Linked DNA regions of Sus scrofa: all the other regions are linked to region 1. A link is a contact called in public HiChIP or PLAC-seq data. All regions are on one chromosome and are shown on one strand. The core of a region is the stretch at or near the end of the contact, and the rest is flanking DNA. Distances in the headings are between cores, read along the strand shown.

Region 1 (3,511 bases), core at 414-2,913:
GGCCTCTCCCGCGGCATATGGAGGTTCCCAGGCTAGAGGTCGATTCGGAGCTGTAGCCACCGGCCTACGCCAGAGCCACAGCAACATGGGATCGGAGCCGCATCTGCAACCTACACCGCAGCTCCCGGCAACGCCGGATCGTTAACCCACTGAGCAAGGGCAGGGATCGAACCCGCAACGTCATGGTTCCTAGTTGGATTCGTTAACCACTGCACCACAACGGGAACTCCTATGTTTTTTTTTTTTAATTGTTTTAGTTTTCAGCATTTTCAGAACAAACAGTTCGTGTTTTGTTACCCAGTTATTTTTCAACTAATCATTAAGATTTTTTTCCTTTTTCTGGTTTTATTTCATTTACATGTTCACCTACTGTACTGGTTAGTTTTTGTTGTTTGTGAACTCTAGAAAATAGGCATCACACTGAATATAGTTACTTAATGCTTTTACATTTAGCATTGTTTCTAAGACTCACTGATGTCATAAAAGAAGAAACTCATTACCAGCACTACTTGCCATAATATTCAAAATAAATATACAACTATTAAAATAGAACAATGTTCATTTATGTACCAACTTAAAATCATCACATGCATCACTGTGTAAGTGTATCACATTTTCACCACCGGGTATTAGAAGTCGCCTGGTATCTCCTGTTAGATAAGGCGGAGCAATTCACCCACAAGCCAAAGAAGACCTAAGTTTGTGTATGCTTTGTAACATCTACAGTACCAGCCCTTATGAAATTTTAATGCACATATGAATCAACTTGGGATCTTGCAAAGGTGCAGATTTTGATTCTATATGGAACCTAGATTCTGCATTTCAAACAAACTCCTAAATGATATTGATGTTGGTTTCCCAACCACGCAAAGTGGCAGGGTACCAGACTGTTAAGTCCCTGAAGGGCAGGGATCATGCCTTATTCTTTAGAATAGTGTCTGGCACAGGCAACGGCTAAGTTACTACTCGTTGAAGAAAGCACTGAATTCGCTTCCCCCCAGTCACACGACTCCCAATAAGCAACCTTCAGTTCCAGTCTCTCGCGCGAGCGCACCACTACTATTCAAAATTTTTAATCTAAGACAAAACTATAGCTCAGTTTTTATTTTCTACGTAATCCCAGTCTAGAATATAAATTCCATGAGAGTAGAGACCTTAGTTGTGAGGATTTCCTAAATTTCAGTCTCCCCGGACCTGATCTGGAAGTAAGAACAGCGAATTCTCTGGGTAAGGCCTCTGCTCTCATGGAGCTAATGATCTAGCGAGGACTTCAAGCGAGAGGCGATCACACCAGGTTTCTACGTCCAAGCCTTTGCTGCAGGGCAGCCACGGAGACCCGCTCCCAAGGCCACGGCCACCAGGCAGTGGGAAGTCCTGGAACTCAGTCGCCGCGGGGGGGAAAGCCCCGGGCAGGGGCTCTTTCATTGGACAGTCCAGATCGGGAGAATCCAAAGTGGCGGGGGTGCTGGATGGGCTGTCCTAGACGTAGAAAAGGACTACAGAGTGGATATCCGCGCCAGGAAGAGAAATCTAAAAGTGGTCATTTAAATTGCCTTCTGAATATTTCCTTACGAAATTATGTGTCTCCCTAGCCTGCGTCTTGGAGGAATTGGACTGGTCCAACCTCCTCCGGGGAGCAGTAGAGCGCAGGCGGGTCGTGTAGAGAGGCCCCTCAGTAGGCGTGGGAAAGAGTGTCGCGGGGAGAGTTGGGCCATTCCCGCCCTCCGCCACCATCTTGCTCTCCTGTAAGGCGGTTGTGACCGCGGGTCCGAGCAATCTTAAGCCATGAAGCTTATAACCAGAGCCGGATCCTTCTCGGTGAGCACAGCCGGCGGGCTTGGGGCAGGGTTGGGAGAGCAGTTTGTTAGCAAGGTCATACGGACAGGAGGTGCCTGGTTTGGGGTCCCGGTGCCTTGGGCTCTGTTCTGCCCTTCAGCTGAACCCTGCCGGCCAAGTGGTCTGCAGGCTGGGTGGGTCGGGCGGCCGAAGGACAGCTCGTGGTCTGAGTACCGGAGACCCAATGCCGGAAAACCGAAAGAGAGGGAGAGGGTTTGAGAGCCGAGGTGCAGCGACTGGGCGTGGGAGACCTTTGAAGGTCATTAGTGCACTTTGCTGGAGAAGGCGACCGCCAGACCTCGGACGCAGGAGGCCGGCGTAGACCTACCTGTCAGCCTCGGCCCCCCGTCCCTACCCGTCAGCCTCGGCGTATGCTTCTTGGCGTATCACGGAGCATCACCTTTTCCAATGGGCTTATGAGTATGATCCTAAGGAAGAAATGAGCTAATGTCTTTGTAGCGTTTTTCGCAGTGCCTGGAAGTTGTTACTGTGGTCTCCTGCTTTTCTTGATCTCTTGTCAGAGTTTATCCAGGAGGGGTTCTTGGCCTGCCCTCAAGAGCTTAAGCTCATTCAAGCCAAGCCGGAGTGAAGCATAGCTGTTGTCTGGGGAAATCTCCTCTAAGTGTCAGTGTTATATGTGTGGAACGGTAGTTATGGGGGGGGGGTCTTGTTCTCAGATTGAAAAATCTCAGCAAAGCCGCCTTTGTTCCTAGGAGACAGTTGGCAATATCTAGAGACATTTTTGGTTGTAACAACTTGTGGGGGAGTTCTGCACCTGAACATCCTACAGTGCCTAAAGCCATCCACGGCAAAGAATTGTCCAGTCCCAAATGCCAAAATTACCTGGGTTTGCAAGGTAACCTAGGAACCTGATAGAAGGAGGTGCAAAAGACCAGGGAATGGAGTTTCTCTGCACTTAATGTTTAAGTAGATAAACTATGAATTGTACAAATAGCCCTAATTTAGTCTACAATTGTCTTACCCTTCCTAACACCCCTAGACAAACCAGTGATTAGAGGAAAACCCAGTTAGACTGGGCAAAGATCTCCAAAGCTCCTCCTCCATTCCATCCATCTCCACTTTCCAGTAGGAAAAAAATACTCAGTTCCCATCGTGGCTCAGTGGAAACGAATCTGACTAGAATCCATGAGGACACAGGTTCAATCCCTGGCCTTGCTCAGTGGCTTAAGGATCTGGCGTTGCTATGAGCTGTGGTGTAGGTAGTAGACACAGCTCAGAACTGAGCTTGCTGTGGCTGTAGCGTAAGCCAGCAGCTACAACTCCGATTCCCTAGCCTGGGAACCTCCATATGATATGCCACAAGTGCAGCCCTAAAAAAGCAAAAAAAAAAAAAAAAAAAAAAATAAAATTAAAAAAATTTTTAAAATAAAACAGTAAAATCACTAGGAGGGTTAACTATATGAAACTAGGAACCAGCTTAATACAGCACTGATGCTGAATGCACAACCAACAGCCTCCACCCCCTGGACAACACCGAGGGGCATTGCAGCCTCTGAAGGAGGGGGGTCCTTAGAAAAATCTAGTAGCATGTTTGTTTGATCCTGGGAGTACTGAGGATTAACTCTCAGCATCTCTAGTAGTCACCTTATGACCCTTCCACATCATCAAAATGAGGCATTTTGTATCATTTGCCAAAAAAACCTGATTGCAGTTC
Region 2 (3,511 bases), core at 427-2,926, 920 kb before region 1:
AGCGTCACCTCCTCCGAAAGGTCTCCGACTATATCTCAATCAGACACTTTCTATCACATCACTCTTGTTTCCTTCAGCACTTATCAAAATCTCATTTGCTTATTTATCTGTCCCCACACCACCTCCACTCTAACCTAAGCTCCAGGGCAGCGTGGACCTTACTGCTGTGTTCACCTTCACAGACCCATTGCCTGAAATAATAGCTAGCAATTAGTAGCCAGTCAAGAAAAGTTTGTTGATTGAATGAATTTTGGAGTTTTTAGTCAATGATTCCAATTCAGCTAAAATGAGAAAAGTAGTCATTTTTTTCTTCTGTTACATTTCTGTGAAACATCTAAACATGCCATTACTTGTACAATCAAAGCATTAAATATTCTGTTTTATCAGGCTTGAAAGCCCCGATGAGTAGAATGGAACCCATGTTATGATAATTTGTCTAGCAATAAGCATATAAATTCAGTTGCAGAGGAACAGGATTTATGGACTTTTTCTAATCAAATGATCCCTAAAATTTGGGCACCAACTCTTCAAGTTCTTCAGAAAACACAGCTCCAGATTCAACAAAGAATTTATTTCCAAATTTATAATCCAAAAAAGATTTCCAAAGAAAATATCAACACCAAAATAGGAATCATCACACTTCACTCTGAAATCCCTACAAAAGGCTAAAGTAGCACTACATTTTTTTCCCCCTTAAACCAACAGAATATCAACGGAGATCTTCTTCTTCAATCATTCTTTGCAATTTTCAAATGATTTTTTTACATCCCTTATTGGTTTACCTTCTTCCTTAAAACAAAACTAAACAAGTCACAATGTCTTATTTAACGCCACTTATATACAAACATTCAGCTAAATAAATAAGATGGAAATCAGTACAAGCCAAATGTGTCATCGAAGACTTGTGTGCCAGACACACAAGTGGAGAGAAAGATAAAAGAGCTATTGTCAAATTGTAGAAACAAAAAAGTACATGGGGTTTTCTCTTCTCCAAAGTGCATTATGAAGTGTGGGTGGAGAAAAACACAGAAATCCAGAATTAGCCTAAGATCAAAACATTCTGGAAAGAGTTGACAACATTTAAATTCCTCACATATAAAGTATTCAGAGGAAGAGACCTTGATTCCTGGACTATGATGCCATTCAGGAATCCCTGCAAGGCTTTGGAATTCCAGTATTCTTAGGAGAAAATGCTTATCTTAATCGGGAGCGACCGGGCATTGAGAAGTACTCCCAAAGAGACACAGCTTGTAACTGAAGTATTACAAAGCTTGAAGTTAAGATCTGGGATAGAAGCAGAACACCAAATTCAAAAGAAGGTACCAAGACGAAAGGGAAAAAGAAAAAGAAAAAAACACGATTACTACTTAGCCACGGAGAATTAAAGTGGAAAGGAGGGGTATGCATGGGGGAGGATGGGGGTGGGGGAGAATAGAAAAAAACAATACATTTGTCACCCTGTCCCACTTCCTATACAGGATACAGGCAAAGCTTCCAGCCCCATTACCTCAGGCACAGATGGTTATCGTTTACAGCAAAGGTGCATAGGAAGGCCTCCAGGTCTGAGCCCCTTAATTCCAGGGCTGTTAATGATTAAAGAGAAGGATGGGGGTGGGGAGGGAAATGAGGGCGGAGGAGCTGGAGATTCACCCACCACCTCCTGCTTGGGCTCCTACCTCACTGCACTTACCAGGGGCAGAAGACTAGAGTTTGCACTCCCTCCAGGGCAGCTCCGGCCCCCAGAGCCCCAGGCCTTGGGTGGCGGGTGGGGGGTGCCGGCGGTGGAGGGGCAGAGACAGTAGGTAAGTTTTCTGAGCCTGGGGCTGACACGCCACAGGGCCCCCTCACAGCGTCTTCCTCCAGCGGGACCAGTCCAGACAAGGCGCCGATTTCCACTCCTCCCCTTCTACCCCCCTTTCTCGAAGGTACCCAAACCCCCGCCCCTTCATCTCCCAAAGCCTCCCCTTTTCCTCATACACCCCCCAACCCCCAAACTCACAGCTGCTCCAGAGGTTCCTCCAGTCAAACCCTTTCTGGAAACGACGGCGGCCCGGCAGGTCCAAACCACCTACCATCCCCGCTCGCGTCTTCAAGCACCCTACCCCCACCGCCGCCGCCGCCTCTTCTTCCACCACTGCCGCCGCCTCCTCTTCATCTGCGGCCCACCGGCGGCGGCCGCCCCGAAACCCCGCCCCCTCCATCGCCTCCTGCATCATCACTTCCGGTAACCCCGCGGGCCGCCCGCTCCGGGAGGCGGAATAGGAGAAGGGCGGGGAGGGAACGAGGGGCAGGTTGCGTCACGACGTACGCAAAGACGTACGAAGCCGTCGCCAAGTAAGGGCAAAGACCTAGCGACGCGGAGGGAGGGCTAGGAGGAGATGGACTGGCCCATTTTCGGGGGGGGGGCTGGAATCCGGGGGAGAGGAGAGCGGAAGGGGGAAAGGAAAAATAAGAAAAGGTTGAACTTGGCTATAATTGTTGCGAATACGGTGGAGGGTGGTCTAGAGTGTGACGTTTAAGGAAGGCTCTAGCCTACCCCCGACCTGGTACGAATGCTCCCACGGAGGTTCGTCTGGTGGTTTGGTCTGGCCTGGCCTACCGGACCTGCTTAAGCTCTGTCGACCACGGCTCAGCTGGGCTCCCGGCGCCGCCTCCTCCCAGTCTGCCGTAGGCTGCGGCGCTTCTGTGGGTGGGGGAAGGCTGGACTGACGCAGAGTGAGTGTAGAGAATGGAGACGCTGACTCCTGGCGCGGGAGACTGGGGGAAGGGGTTGGCTCCCAAGGGGCAGGGATGGGTGAGGGTGGGGGGTGCGACGTTGCTAGGAGACGAGCCTGTGTGACCCCAGCCTCGCGAGGGCGGCTCGGTGTCCCCGCTGCTGGCGTGGGGAACCTGCCAAGGGAAGTGGCTCCAGGGCCAGGAAGGGGAAGCCTGGTTTGGGAATGCTGAAAATGCTGGTTTGGGGACCATCTGGGATGTCTGAAACCTTTGGATTCCCGAATGTCAATGGGAGATTAGTAGGGGCAAATTAGTAGGGCGAGGGAGGAAGGTTGACAGGACACCGATACTTTCTAAGATAATGAGAACTAGCTTCTTAGTGCAAAAGGCGTTGGTCTGTGATTCGAGTCTGGGAGAAAGTTAAAAAGTAAATCAATAAAAAATATCAGCAAGTGAGGAATGCCCCAAAGATAGTAATATCAGATGAAGTGGTAGAAGATGGGGTGAGGGCCACTTTAAATCCATAAAGCTACTCAGAGGAGGCTGAGTTTTGCAGAAATCCGAGAAAAGAAGGAAGGTAGGGAATGAGCTTTCTAGGTGGTGAAAAGAGCCAATGGGCAGGGATCTGAGGAAAGAAGGGAAGAAGGCCAGGTGCTTGGAGTAGGAAGGAATAAAAGCAAGAGCCAGGCAGAGTGGTCTGTGATGGAGAAGTGGCAGGGCTTGATCTAGTCTAGTCTTTTAGCCCACGGTGAGGGTTCGGCTGCTACTACATTACTGGAGGGTTTTAAGAAGGAGT
Region 3 (3,511 bases), core at 375-2,874, 680 kb before region 1:
GACATTTCTGCCTATGTCCTCCTATCGTCACCACTAGCTCCCTCTTTCCTGGATGTGGTGGAGGAAGAGAGGACCCTAAGCTTATTATTATTATGACCCCTAAACTTATTTCTCTATCCACCAGCCTAATTATTTCTGGAAATACTACTTGGTAGAAGTAATACATCATTGATGGATGGGCAAAGTCAGTGAAGGAAATCAAAAGGTACAGACTTCCAGTTATAAAATAAGTAAGTCAGGGGGATTAATAGACAGCATGGCAATTATAGGTAATAATACTGTATGGCATATTTGAGAGTTTTTAAGAGAGTAAATCTTAAAAGTTCTCACCACAAGGAAAAAAAAAACGCTATACATGATGACAGACATTAACTAGGCTTATTGTGATCATTTTGCAATGTACACAAATATCAAATCATTATGTTGCACACCTGATATTTGTTATATGTCAACTATACCACAATAAAAAAATAAAAAATAAAAATAAATAAACTAGGAAAACTTGATATGATGAGGGAGGAAAAACAAATACATTAAATATTTTTAGTCCCTTCTATGTGCCAGATAGGTGCTAAGTTCTTCACAGCCATTATTGTACTCACCAGCCCTAACTACAAACCTGTGATTGCTTTTCTCTTTCCTAAAGAGTTATTTTCCAGGTTGCTATGGACACGAGTCACAGAGGAGAGATGGATGAAAACAGGTCCCTGGATGGAAAGGGCCTGAGTCCTCAAGTCTATCCCCCTCTCCCTTTCACAGACGAAGCTGAGCTCAGAGAGATAATTCCTCTAAGGTTACACAGTAAAAGTCTGACCTGGGACCACAGCCCGGGACTGCTGGACCCCAGTTCATGGTCTTTACCAGTATGTCCTATGGCAGTTGTTCTCAACCTAGACAACTGTGCCCCCCAGGGGACATCTGCTAATGTTTGGGGACATTTTTGGTCATCTGCTAGGAAGGAAAGTACTACTGGCATCTAGTGGGTTGAGGCCGTGGATGCTGCTAAACATCTTACAATACACAGGACAGCCCCCTCAACACAGAATCTTCTTGACCAAAATATCAGCAGTGATGTCCAGCTGAGAAACCCTGCTGTATGGGTTGGATTTCGGGTCAGGGACCATGTGTTCTGGCTCTGATTTGAAACGGAGGATTTGGGATTAGACTTTTTCATGTATAAAATGGAAACACTAATCTAACCCATTTTTAAGGATGTCGCTGGGTCATGACATTTGCATTTGAAAAGTAGCAGTTAAAACCTTCCAGTCAAAGTCGTACTTACGTCACTGTCACTTGTCTGTCTTGAGCTCCAGAGATGCCTCCAAAAGACTTGGTTCATGGTATTTAGGCAGCGGAAGCCCTATGATCCTGAGAAAGCCCATTCTCACGCGCCAGTCCACCTGCCTGAGGTGGAAGGGCAGCTCTTTCAGAGCCTCAGTTTCCTCACGAGCTCCTCACTCAACGCCCGTCCGAGAAGCTCCGAAAGGCTGAGGGACTCCGCGCACTTTGCTGTGGCCACCCGGCGCTATGCTCTGGCCGCCACGCCGCAGCTTGCAGCGCCTCCGCGTGGTCGTTGGGACCTTGGGCCCGGTGAGCCCAGAAGAGCAGAGCAGAGGAGAGGCGCGAGGCGGGGCCGCGGAGCCGAGGGGCGGGGCGAGGAGGCGCGAGGCGGGGCCGCGGAGAGGAGGGGCGGGGCGAGGAGGCGCGAGGCCGGGCCGCGGAGGGGAGGGAGGGGAGGGAGGAGGGAGGGGAGGGAGGGGAGGGGAGGGGAGGGGCGAGGTGGGGCCGCGGAGCGGATGGGAGGGGCGAGGAGGCGCGAGGCCGGGCCGCGGAGAGGAGGGAGGGAGGGGAAGGGAGGCGCGAGGCGGGGCCGCGGAGCGGAGGGGAGGGGCGAGGAGGCGCGAGGCCGGGCCGCGGAGGGGAGGGAGGGGAGGGGAAGGGAGGTGCGAGGCGGGGCCGCGGAGGGGGTGGGAGGGCGCGAGCTCCAGCTCCTCGCCCCGCCTCTCGCTTCCTCTTCCCGCTCCTCTTTCCTGCGTTTTGCTTCCTCTTCCCGCTCCGGGCACACTCTGCTCCGCCTGCAGAGTATAAGAGGTGCGGCTGACAGGAGCAGGTGAGAGCTGGCTGCTGGGGCGCGGGGAAACTGAGGGCCCTGACTGGCTAGACTTCGCGGGGCGGGACGAACGGCAGAGCGCGGGGGCGGTGGGTTGAGAAGGTAGCTGGCGTCCCAGGACTTAAACCCTTCAGTCTGCGGTTTGGTTATTGTCCCATCCCTCCGAGCCCTCGGGGGACAGACACGCACACACACACGCACGCACACACACGCTTTATCCACACCTGCTACGTTTTGTGAAAGGTTTGTCTTCCCTATCCCAGCCCGGAGACCCTGCCCTTTCTTGGGAAACCTGGTTGGGAAGTCTCCAAACCCCCTCTTTAGAATTAATGAACACAGATGCCCTCCTCCTTATCAGGTTCTTCTCTAACGTGGACCCACCTTTCCCGTCAGTGCTGGTAGGAACTCCAAGTTCCAAAGGTGGATTATTCTCCCCAAATTAATGACTAGGTACTCGACTCCCTCCTGAGCTCCCATTTCCCTGCCTCGGTGCCCTTTCGGGTGCAGACCCCCTTCTCTACCTTCATCATCCCCCTTCCCCCCTCCCTTTGGATCCTAAGAAACTGGGCGCCTGCCCCCTTTCGCGTCTTCGAAGGCGGGGAGATTGGAACCACGTGAGGAGCGGGAGGCCTGGATCCCCTCGAGGCTGCCCCCAGGTTTCCTTCCTCCAGCCCTGGATGCGGAGCCCCCCCTCCCCCCAGCCGGAACGTTTAGGTTTTCCGTTTGCCCCGGGAGGGGCAGGGATGGAAGAGTTGGGGGCTTTTGTCGTGGAGGGGCGGCGGGCTGTAGAAGCGAGGGTGGGTTAGCTGGTGTTCTGGCTCAGCCCGGAAGGCGCGGAGAAGGCGGGGAACTTGTGTCCTACGCAGTGTAAGGGGTTAAATCTTCCCTCCGGAGACTTCTCAGTGCCTGCGGAGGCCCATCCGAGGAGTAAGTGACTAGGGGATCTGGGAATTGCTGTGTCTGTGGGATTCTACCCACTCTTGCCCCATTAGACTCCCCAAACCGGTCCGAGTGGACCTTGGGTTCCCAAGGCCCTGGGAGACCATTAAAGGGAGCTGGGCTTGTTTCTGCCTGTTGCAGATTTGAGATTAGAGGAACTGAGTACTGGGGGCATCGCAAATTCAAGTCGGTGCCAACTACAGCTTCTGAGACAATATGGGAAGAGAGGGGTTAGTTCTCCTCTGTTCAGGGGATTCCTTTTTCACAAAAGGGATTATAGCAGAGAATCTCTACCCAGGGTGATTAAAATGTACTTTAATTTGCTTCTAGACCCTGTAGATATTAGGTGCTACCTCTTCCCATCTCACATGATTAGCATGTGGGATGTTCAGTGTGGTAAATAAATGTATCTCTTAATTTTGTTCACTGTGGCAGAATCTTTTAGGCATTTGTGGTATGGGT

Evidence for each region. HiChIP or PLAC-seq counts read pairs in DNA pulled down with a chosen protein or histone mark.
Region 2: an H3K27ac HiChIP or PLAC-seq map of alveolar macrophages shows a contact between it and region 1. The contact joins the promoter of LYRM1 here to the promoter of LOC100524613 in region 1. A contact is called at or near these places in 1 of 5 promoter capture datasets (liver), 1 of 47 Hi-C or Micro-C datasets (heart right ventricle) and 2 of 2 datasets of contacts at active chromatin or transcription factors (alveolar macrophages and skeletal muscle).
Region 3: a contact with region 1 is called in an H3K27ac HiChIP or PLAC-seq map of alveolar macrophages. The contact joins the promoter of DNAH3 here to the promoter of LOC100524613 in region 1. A contact is called at or near these places in 1 of 5 promoter capture datasets (liver), 2 of 47 Hi-C or Micro-C datasets (blood and heart right ventricle) and 2 of 2 datasets of contacts at active chromatin or transcription factors (alveolar macrophages and skeletal muscle).

Annotation. Positions count from the first base shown.
Region 1 is chr3:24,226,983-24,230,493 of Sscrofa11.1, reverse strand. LOC100524613 (cytochrome b-c1 complex subunit 2, mitochondrial) reads left to right here and starts at 1,663. Exons shown (of 14, transcript XR_002342381.1): 1 at 1,663-1,818.
Region 2 is chr3:25,150,177-25,153,687 of Sscrofa11.1, reverse strand. It overlaps LYRM1 (LYR motif-containing protein 1), which reads left to right and starts at 1,676. Exons shown (of 4, transcript XM_021086518.1): 1 at 1,676-1,802. DCUN1D3 (DCN1-like protein 3) reads right to left here and starts at 2,187. Exons shown (of 4, transcript XM_021086516.1): 1 at 2,000-2,187.
Region 3 is chr3:24,909,273-24,912,783 of Sscrofa11.1, reverse strand. DNAH3 (dynein heavy chain 3, axonemal) reads right to left here and starts at 1,624. Exons shown (of 66, transcript XM_021086503.1): 1 at 1,283-1,624. TMEM159 (a long non-coding RNA gene) reads left to right here and starts at 1,957. Exons shown (of 8, transcript XR_002342386.1): 1 at 1,957-2,110.